2 separate regions of the Mus musculus genome follow, and region 2 is linked to region 1. A link is a contact called in public HiChIP or PLAC-seq data. All regions are on one chromosome and are shown on one strand. The core of a region is the stretch at or near the end of the contact, and the rest is flanking DNA. Distances in the headings are between cores, read along the strand shown.

Region 1 (5,019 bases), core at 2,472-4,971:
TGAACATTTCTACTCCTATGTAATTATAGAAGCAGTAACCTTTTAGAATGGATAGCGATATTTATTTTAAGAATGGATAGCAATATTTATTTTACATCCTCCATCTAAATTTAACATATGTGCCTTACAAGTAAAAATGATACATCTTTTAGAAATGAAGAGGGAACCAGGCATAGTGGCCCATGCCCACAACACCAGCTTTTAAGTATTTAGAAATGAAGAGGGAGCCAGGCATAGTGGCCCATGCCCACAACACCAGCTTGTAAGTATTTGGAAAACTGAGGTTCATTAAACCTGGGCTACATAGTGAGTTCAAAATCACAGGACAACTTAATGAGACCTTATCTCAAAATAACAAATTTTTGAGTGCTGGGTATGATATAGCTCAATTGGCAGAGCCAGTGCCTTGCATACAGAAGGCCATAATTAATTCCCAGTACTGCACCAAAAGGAATAAACACAAAAAGCCAAGAAGAGAATGACAAAGAATCCCATATACAGGACCCAGAGACGTAACTAATTCAGCACAGCTTTGTGGTATGAAATATGTCACACTCCTGTGACAAAGACCTGTACAACTTCTGTTCCTGGACTTTGATCCAACCTGCCATAAAGCCTTTTAAGTCTCTTGTTTCCATTATATGCCAAATATTCTCAGGCTTTGGCCTGGCACAAAACAAAGCAATAAAACCCAACCACCTCACGCCTCCAAAACGAAATGACTTAAAACATCACCCACAATCATCAACCTGACCGGTAACTAATGAAAGGTAATGCTATTCAAATATGCTGTCAAGAATAACAACAGCTAATAAGTGGCTTCGGCACCAAGAAGGTCTTCGCTGTAAATGTCTGCATGTTAAAACCTCCAATTAATGCAGTCCTGGAGGAGTCTAAACTGCTTAGATTGGTGAGGGTGGAGATGTCCACTTGCAATTCACTAGGAAAACGATGTTAATTTTCATGCCAACAGATGATGTTATAACTTGTTCAACTTTCACACTCAAATTCATACAAATGGGCTGTGACGACTGAAAAGCTTCCGTTCATCCCTTTGTTCAATTCCACGCAGAAGGCCCTCAGCCTACATATTCCTAGATTGTTGTTCTTTATGTCAATAACTTTCTGAACTTTCTCCTTTTAAAAATATGAAGGCCTGAATTATTTTAAAGCATTTTACACTTTCATCTTCCAAATTGCACTCTTAACACACACACATACACATACACACACACACACACACGGACATGCACACAGCACACACATAATGTCCTAACTTGAAAAAGTCTTTTGGGGCCTCAGAATATCTAATTTTACAGTTAGCATTGTAATTGAGGCTTTAATTGTATTTTTATTTGTAATTTTAATTTCTACTTGAGAGGGGGAAAAATTAATAGTAAATGTATCAAAGGACTCTTTTTTACTTTCAACTACAATGTTGCTACTCTTTCAAGGTTTTTGGAAGGTTTAACAGTGCCCTAGCCTAGGACCACTCAAAAACCTCCAGTAAGCTATCCATAGTTTGTCTTTAAAGCGGAGAGGGTAAAACAAAGAACGGGTCATTTTTGCTGTATTTTTAGCTTTCAACTGTTAACAACAGCCCATCTAAAGAACATCTCCAAAGCATACTTTAAAACTCAGCCCTGCTCTCTGGCCCCTCCCCATTTTCTGTGCTCTAATTCAAAGGGAGCAGAGGATGGGAGTGTACAGTGAAAGGACACGGGAGACAGAAGGTCTCAAGAGTAACTAGTGACCCCTGGAAACTGGTGGTTCCCAGCAAGATAATTCTAGGTCGAGATGGTCTGTCTTGGTGCTTCGGCTCAAACTTCCTGTAATGTTTTAAAAAGAAACCGCTCTACTTTCTGTGTTATCATCCGATCCCTCTATGCTCAGAATTTGATGGGGAAAGGCTTAATAATGGGGGTGGGAGGTGAAAGGAGGGCTGGGTACTTAGAGTATATCTGGGCTGGAGAGAGCGCTCAGCCATGAAAGGCTAGACTCACAAGCAAAACGCCAAAACTGTCCAGAAGAGGCTCCGTGAGAAAAGAGAGAAAACTGACCCCCATGTAGTATCTCCGTGAAAAAGCAAGGTGAGACAAAGTCATACTGCCCGTCTATCGGGCGGCTTCATCTCCCGCAGGTGTGAGGGGTGCCCCCGCCAGCCGCTAACCCCCGCAGCCCTTCCCCAGACAAAGTGGCCAGCGGGATGTTGAAGGAAGTACCTCGTTTTGTCTCCAAAGGGCAACATAGCAAAGGTGGGGCGCTCGTTTGCGAACTCCTCGGATGGTGGACTCGGGAGACTCTGGGGGCCGACGGAGTTCCGTGAGTGCCCGACCGGCTCCCCTACTGCCCCCGCCGCCTCTTCGCTGCGGGTCGCCGGCTGCGGACCCCGCGTTGCGTCGCCCCCTGGCGGGCAGCGCCCGGCCGAGTGGCGGCCGCGCTCGGGCGAGTCCCCACCGGCTCGTCCACCATCCCCGCCCGGCGAGAGTCGCCCTCCCGGCTCGGGCGGCCAGCACCAGCTGCTCGACGGCCGTTGCCCCAAGGCGCCGGTGGCGGGGCTCCAGCCCCTTCTCCAAAGCAGAGCTGGTTAGTTCAGCCCAGATCGGCGCGCCGGAGGCAAGCGCGCGCGCGGGCTTCACGGCGACTCCTCGAGCTTCGGGGGACCCGCCCGCCACGCACTCCGCTCCACCCTCTCGTCCCTCCGCTCCACTCTCAAGTCTGCGCGAGCCCCGACTGCCCGTGCAGCAGTCGGATCCTAAAGGACAGGCTCCCTTCTCCACGCCCTCCGCAGCGGCCTCCCGGCGTTTGGCTCGAGACCAGGAAGAACTGGCCTCTGGGGTGCTCCGGGTCCCCGGGTCCCCGAGTCCGCCCGGGCCGCCTCCCTCCCGCCCTTTGTGTGCGCGCCGCAAAGCTCCGCGAAAATCCTCCTTGCGGCGACGCAGCCAGAAGAGGGATGACCAGAGGACTATTGGGGGACCAAAGGCGACAGTCCTCACTGGGGGCGACCCGGGCAAGCTGCGGCACCCAGGCTTCCCGGTGGCCTGGTCCAGACCCCCCCGGCTTCCCCGCCCCTCCAGGGTCAGAGCAAGCCGGGCAGGGGAGGAGCACGACCACAGGGACGCGCCCGCAGTGGTGCTTCCGGAGCCGCTGGGAAGGGGCTCTGGCTTGTTTTGGTTTTTGCTAAGCGGGTTTGGGAGGGAAACCGGGAGAGTAGAGGGGAGGGGAGAAGGCCCGGGAGAGTAATCTTGCTCCAGGGCCGGGTGTACGCTTTTGTTTTTAACTTCGTGGGCAAGTCCTTTCTAATCCGACGCCTCGCTTCTCAACTGTGCTCCCTTTAAGTAGAGGACTCCAGTCCGTACTGGGACCGAGAAGCTACTTCCGAAGCAAAGGGCCTGGGAACGGGGATTGTTTAATGTTGGATCGAGGGGAAAATTCAATGGTGGGGGAGAGAGATCAGCCTCAGGTCACGCTTCATGTCCCTGGCTGTGTCCTTTGTGGCTCCTCTTCTTACCTGGTGGCCTTTCTAATAAAGTAAGAGAAGGTAAAGTCCCGGTGATCATCCAGCCACGCTTCCACCCAGTCCGGGTCCCGCTGCTGCTGCGACCGCACGGAGTTGGGGCCCGCTCGTTCCATGGTGCTTGCCGCGCGTCTCTGCGGCTCGGAGGTGCCGGATTTCCACCTCTCTCTCTCAGAGGAGCAGGACAGTGTTCGAGACCCTCCCCTTTTGCCTTTATTCGTCCCTGCAGTGTCTCAGCGAAGCCACAGAGACGCGGGCCGGCCCCGGAGCTCGCTCAGCCCCGCCCCTCCAGGTCCCCGAGGTTCCCAGGTGGCGGGCGTCCTCCTTGGGGTCCCGCGGAAACCGGCTTTCTGCATCTGCCTCGGCGCTGACTGGCGAGCCCTCCGGAAGCCAAGTGGCCAAGGCTAGAAGGACTCCAGACCGCCGCTGGGGTGCGCTGTGGGCCGAGTCAGCTTCCCTCTATGCGCAAAGGTGACAGTGGGTGGATTTGCAATTCCCAACCAACCAACTCTAGGACAGAAAGATCACAGTGAGGACTCATCTACAGTCCAGAAGGCAAGAGGCAGGAGCTTCACTAGAAAGTGTGGGAAAAAGTTAACGTGATTGTTTTTCTTCGTTCTTAGTAGTACAGGGACAGCCCCACCTCACTTTTCTCCTTAAGCAACTCTTGGTGGAGAGGACCCAGAACCTATCTCCCTCACAGCAGCCCTCCCAGTGACTCCGGAAAGCACTCCAACCCTACAAGCTAGGGAGAGACATGAGGAAGAAACCGCTATGACAAACCTGCAGGTACGGGACACAGTGGCTTCCATCAAAACCACATCCGAGCTTAAGGCTAACATCAGTTGTAATCATTGATTCATACACCAAAGACCCTCCTTATGGAAGCGCAAGATTCGGTTAGACATAGGACATAAAAATGACAACCACCTGTCCTTGGCCTGTGAATTTTGAAGCTAAGACTACCTCTACACGATTCTGCTGACTTACGAACCCTAACACTAGCTACCCATGTACAACTGGGAACACCCAGTTAGCCTGATTTAAAATGAACTCATTTGTATTTAACTGGCATCGATACCTCAGAAATAGTATTGCCTTACATTGCTTATTGCTGTGATAAAATTCCATGACCAAAGCAACACATGATAAATTATATTAGATTTTAAAATGACAGTTCTCTCCTGATATGTTACTATGACATTAAATATGCTTAGCGAATAGGGAGTTTCCCCTTGTTGGTGAACCCCACCCCCACCCCATATCTACACATTCCTCCTACCAGGAAGTCACCTGATTTAAAACTGAACTCTGGGATAATAGCTAGAAATTGGGCCTTAACTGTTTGTGCCCGCTCCCTCCAAAGTTCATATTGACACTTCATTCTGGCTGAGTGGTTAAGAGTTCTTCCTTCGGGGGCTGGTGAGATGGCTCAGTGGGTAAGAGCACCCGACTGCTCTTCCGAAGGTCAGGAGTTCAAATCCCAGCAACCACATGGTGGC
Region 2 (5,315 bases), core at 2,665-5,164, 210 kb after region 1:
CACATGTCGGTCCCTTCAAAAGTGACAGCCTGGCGTTCCATTAAGGTCACCAGTGGCATCAGCAGAGGGACTGACACATTGCTTGCTGGGACATATGTAGACTCTGAGGAATGAGGAAGAAAGTTCCAGATCATGTTTTGTTGGCAGTCAGTCACAGACCCACTAAGTGGTCATCTGGGTTCCCTGACACGCTGCAGAGCTATATGAGCAGGGCCACTGTGTGAGCCAGCAACAGCCTTGCAGGTGACAGAGGCTTAGCATGTGCCCCATTAAGGCTCCGACACACAGAATAGGAAACGCTAACCCAGGAGAGATGTAAGGAGCCCGACACTCACCCTGCCCTCCTGTGCTCACCTCTGCCTTCATGCAGGATTTTGCTAAAGGGCTTCAACTGCTTCTCATAGAGGATGGCTGTCTGCGTGTAGTGGTGCCTCAGAGCCGTCCATGTTTTCTCTAACCTTGTGATCTGCAAGAAGGAAAGGTTATTGTTTCAGAAAGTCTCTTTTTAAAAAAAAACAAAACAACAACAAAAAAAAAACCTTTCTGCTAAAGTTTTGGAACAGGTGACAGATGATCATGAAGCTGTCAGAGCAGCTGTGAGGGAGAAAAGGCGCAGCCCCTACCCTAGTCTACACTGTGAGGAAGAGGAGGCGCAGCCCCTACCCTAGTCTACACTGTAAGGGAGAGGAGGCGCAGCCTCTACCTTAGTCTACGCTGTGAGGGAGAAGAGGCGCAGCCTATAAGTCTACACTGCCCTGGTGACCCATCCCACAATGCTTCATGTGTGTTTCTATACATACTTTTAAAAAAAAATGCCTAAAAGTAACTATCTCATTGTAGTTATTTCATGTGCAGATCAGAGGACGGCTAGTGACATCACACGGTTCTCCAAGAAATTTCTGGTAAGGGCCCTTAATCTGTTCAGCATCTTGCTTTTAAGGTGGTCATTCTTTGTTGTTGTTTGTTTGTTTTTAATGAAGAAAAGTATGTGCCAATTATACTCTGACTTCTAGGACATATGACTGAGCTGTATCCCTCTGTGGGAAGGATGGCTATTTATGAGCACCTGGCAGGATTTCGGAGCTAATCTGTGTGTAGGTAACAGCCAAGATAAAAGACCCAGCAGTGTTGACGCTGCTGGCCGAACCTGGCTTGACTGACTGACTCTACCACTCAGAGTTCTTTAAGCACCTACGTGAGGGAAAGCGGACCTGAGCAGCAGAGACAGCAGACCTCCCTTCCTTCACAGTGGAGGCCCATTGTGTTTGACAGGCTTCTGAAAGCATCCGCCAGTGCACACAAAGGCAGAGACCCTGCCTGAGATATTCTAGCCGAGGAGCTACATCATCAGTGAGACAGCGAGACAACTTCCTAAATGAAGTACCTTGGGGAAGATGCTTTGAGACAAATCGAGTCTAGCGCAGAGGTTCTCAACCTTCCTCATGCTACAATGCCCTGTAATACAGTTCCTCCTGTCACAGTGACCCCCCCAAACCATAAAATACCACTTCATAACTATCACTTTGCTATTGTTACAGATTGTAATGTACATGTCTGATATGTAACATGTCTGGCATGTGACCCCTTTGACGCCCAAAGAAGTCGGGACCCACAGATTGAGGACCGCTGGTCTAGGGAATCTCTGATACAAGTTCCTTAAATGCCTCGGTTTCCCCAGTCATTACCCCAAATAGCCACATCCCTGGTGACCCAAGTGGATGCAGCCTCTGTCATACCACAGACTCCAGCATGGTGTCTTGCCCTGACTGGTTCTTCAGGAATACTGCTTGTTAGCAGTGAGGCTAACTCTTGTTATTTTGCATCAAAGATGAGATATTGAACTATGATCAATTACCAGTGTTTTTAGAAACAGAATCAAAATGCTAAGGACAGTGCTCTCGGTTGCCTGTCCCTGGCGTGGCTTTCACTAACGTTTATCTTTAGAGGTTGGCCAGAGCAGTCAGACGTGCATGGTGGAGACGTATAGAACTCTTTGACGAGTGTTGAATGCATGCTTGTGTGGGAGGCTGCACAAAGCCAGCATCTCACCTGAGGCATCTCCAGGGCTTTCATGATGGCAGAGAAAGCATAGAGGTCTCCCATGGCATCCTTCAGTTCCACCGCCACCTGGATGATCTTATTGAGGGTACCCGCTCGGTTCTCCAGTGTGCCTGTGCAGCCCAGAATGTCCACAGCAATGCCAATGGCCATGGTGTTGTGCCTAAGGAGAAGACCAAAGGGTCGGGCTCGGATCGACAAGATGAGGAGAAAATGGCTTTAATCATCAGAAGGGCTATTTGTGTGCCACTGGCTGGGAGCCAGTTTGGAAAGCTGATTTCGATAAAGTCCATCCAACACCAGGTAAAGAATGTACCATGATCAGAACCAGGCTCACCCATGGACATGGGAGCACGAGGTGGCCCACAAGGGCAGGAGGACCTCAGAGGTGCGTGTTCTCTCTCTTACCATGAGAGGCACGAGGAGATAGCAGGTTTCCCAACATACAGGAAGACTGGAGCTCCACTTAGTGGGAATAGAAAAGGAGAGACAGGGGTGAGTGTGAGAGAGAGAGACGGAGACGGGGAGGGGGGATAGGGAGAATATGAACTTGATTCAAGATGTCACAGGTATCAGAACAAGAGAAGAGAGGAGGCAAGAAGAGTGTTCTGCAGCCCCAACACAGGCGCCTGAGAGACTGAAACACAGGCAGGAATTTGCTGTAAGGTCAGACCCCAATAAAACAGAGGATCTACTCCCCACCCCCAATTCTCCTTTTTTCTCACCCTAAATTGCAAGGGTCACACTCAAGAGCCTTAGGGCAGGAAACATGGTGACTTTTCTGCACATAACAATGGGACCCTATGTGCAGGGTCTGTCTTGGCAGGAAGCTCAGACAGTGACCAGTTCCTTCCCCCTCTGAACCCAGGAATTTACTGCACTGGGCTAAAATTGTCTTAGTCTTCCAGGCTACTATGCAAGAACTGGAAGTAAAATTGTAGCTATGACGCCCGCCTTGCCTTTGAAACTCCAGGGTCATACTCTCCTGAAAGCTCATCCCGGGGCTGTTGTTCCCGGCTGTGTCTCGCCCTTGTTGAGCAGAGGTGGTAGTGACTCAGAGCACACTTAGTCTTCCCAATTCTCCTAATACCTGTTAACTGAGTTATGAGCTCTGGTGTCTTTAAGTGTCGTGTGTGTGTATGTGTGTGTGTGTGTGTGTGTGTGTGTATGTGTAGAGTACTCACTTGCAAAGCAGGGACAACGTTTGTAAAATATAAACTGTGGTCACAAAAATAACATCACCTCTATCTATATTTGTAAGCCCCCAACCCCCACCTTCCTCCCTCTCTTTCTCTCATCCCCCTCTCCAAGGCACTGGGGACTCAACCCAGGGCCTTGTACATCCAAGACAAGCCCTCTACACCTGACTTCTGTCCCTAGCTCATCTTAATCTTTAACTTTGAGTCAAGGTCTCATCCATTTGCCTCTTCAGTTACTGAATTTGTGGTCCTCCTGCCTCAGTCTCCTGTATAAGCTATAACTGACAGGCTTGTCCCCATCAGACCTGGCCACCTTGACTCACTTTGTCTGTCTGTCCCATCTCTTTCCTTTTCTCCCAACTATGTCCCATTCCTGATTTCTTGTCTTTCTAACCAATGAATCCGACCAGATTCCCAGATAAACTTGGAATACTTGTTGGAAGAGTTCTCTCTCTTAGTAAAAGCATTAACAATGTTAATTCAACCCTACACCCCAGGGGCTTCAACTAACAAGGAACCAATTCCCCCTGCTTTGTTCTTGTGGTGTGCCATCAGTGGCTAACTGGCTAATGACAATCACTTGCTTAGTATCTGCTGGGGACTTCCTGGTGCTGTGTGGGGATGACTCAGTCTGTGGCCACAGCTAGCCATACCCACCTTTTATCAGATGAATGCTTCCAGCTTAGCCTGCCTAGGAATGAGGTAGTAAATTAGACGTCAAGGGTAGCCAGTGTTTGATTCCAGAACAAGGAAATGAAGTCACTGTGCAATTCAGGGCACCTAAGACCTTGGCTTTTACTTAGTTAACACACTGTAACTAGTCAAACTATCCCCCAGGCTCTGTGAGTAGATCCCACAGTCAGAGAGAGATAGAAACAAATGAGGGTGCAAGAGGCTAGGCAAGCAGCAAAAAGGGAGGGATCGTGACAGAGCTGAAGTCAGAAGACAAGCAAGAGAGAGGCTGGCCAGGGCTTAGGCCCAGAGCTCAGGCCCCAGCGCACCTCTAGGTGCCAGGAAGAAAAGGTGTCTGGAGATCCCAGACTGCACTGCATCTACTCGGAATGAGGAAGTGAGGGTGACCACTCCACCCAGACAACCACAGGGGAGGAGGCTGAAGTGAGAAGTCTTGTCAGGAAGAGCAGGTGGCTCAGAAGTCAGACATGAAATTCCCCAAAGCTTGCCTGAACAAAGTTGGGGGGTTCATTTTCTAACACATCTGTCCTCCCTCTGGCCACCCCCCAGCCTCCGCCTCACTCCCTCAAAGCCATTTGTTTTGTGTTTTTATTTGTTATGACTATGTCTCCATATGTAGCCTAGGCTGGACTCCCTGCATGTATGACATATATTCCCTGTATATATGACATATACTCCCTGTATATATGGCATACACTCCCTGTATATATGACATAAACTCCCTATATATATGACACAGACTCCCTGTATATGACAGGCTGGCCTGGAAATTATGATCCTCCTTCCCGCGGCTTTACCAGTGCTGGAGTTACAGACATGCCACCCCACACTCAGATTTGTAAAGTTGTGTGGAATGCAGCCTTTATTCCCAGAGGCCAACAGCTGCTTGCACAAGTGGGTATTAACACTTAAATTTAAAATGTTTCCTCTCTTCATTGCCTCTGCCACCCACATACAGTAGCCACAACAGTCAGTGGTTTGAGCACATTCCTGCACCATAGAAAACTCAACTGGCCAGGGCTGTACCCAACAATATTGGAAGCTAAAACAGTCAGGGTGACCGGGAGATAATTTGCACACTAGTGAGAATGAGAGGGAAAGGGAGAGGGACAGAGGGAGGGAGGGAGGGAGGGAGAGAGAGGGAAAGAGAGGCCAGCTTTTATTTTAATATGAAAATCAAGTCTTGTGTTTCTTGTGTTAAAAGTGTGTCTCATCTCTAAAGATCCATGTTCAAGGGCATGCTTTGGCTTTGCTTCATGGTTTGTTTATTGTTTGTGAAAAGGCTTTATTTATAGCCTGGGCTGGACTTAGTCATCCTGCTCCAGCCCCCAAGTCCTGAGGTTACAGATGCCCGTGTGTTTTAAT

The links. HiChIP or PLAC-seq counts read pairs in DNA pulled down with a chosen protein or histone mark.
Region 2: a FOXA1 HiChIP or PLAC-seq map of pancreatic cancer cells shows a contact between it and region 1. The contact joins the enhancer-like site here to the promoter of Pde5a in region 1. A contact is called at or near these places in 2 of 484 Hi-C or Micro-C datasets (extraembryonic endoderm stem cells and pre-megakaryocyte-erythroid progenitors), 2 of 115 datasets of contacts at active chromatin or transcription factors (pancreatic cancer cells and stem cell-derived neural progenitor cells) and 2 of 9 other capture datasets (adipose tissue and liver).

The regions. Positions count from the first base shown.
Region 1 is chr3:122,727,860-122,732,878 of GRCm38.p6, reverse strand. Pde5a (phosphodiesterase 5A, cGMP-specific) reads right to left here and starts at 3,721. Exons shown (of 21, transcript NM_153422.2): 1 at 3,512-3,721. The coding sequence starts at 3,633.
Region 2 is chr3:122,520,075-122,525,389 of GRCm38.p6, reverse strand. Bcar3 (breast cancer anti-estrogen resistance 3) reads right to left here. Exons shown (of 12, transcript NM_013867.3): 9 at 2,050-2,221; 10 at 355-466; 11 at 1-103. Among named protein-coding and RNA genes, the nearest start is that of Mir7657, 19 kb to the left of the region's middle. Within about 2 kb of position 3,914, at least 114 of the 459 cell types and tissues checked have an H3K27ac peak or open chromatin away from gene starts, as enhancers often do. A contact at or near this core is called in extraembryonic endoderm stem cells, pancreatic cancer cells and pre-megakaryocyte-erythroid progenitors, where this site is marked.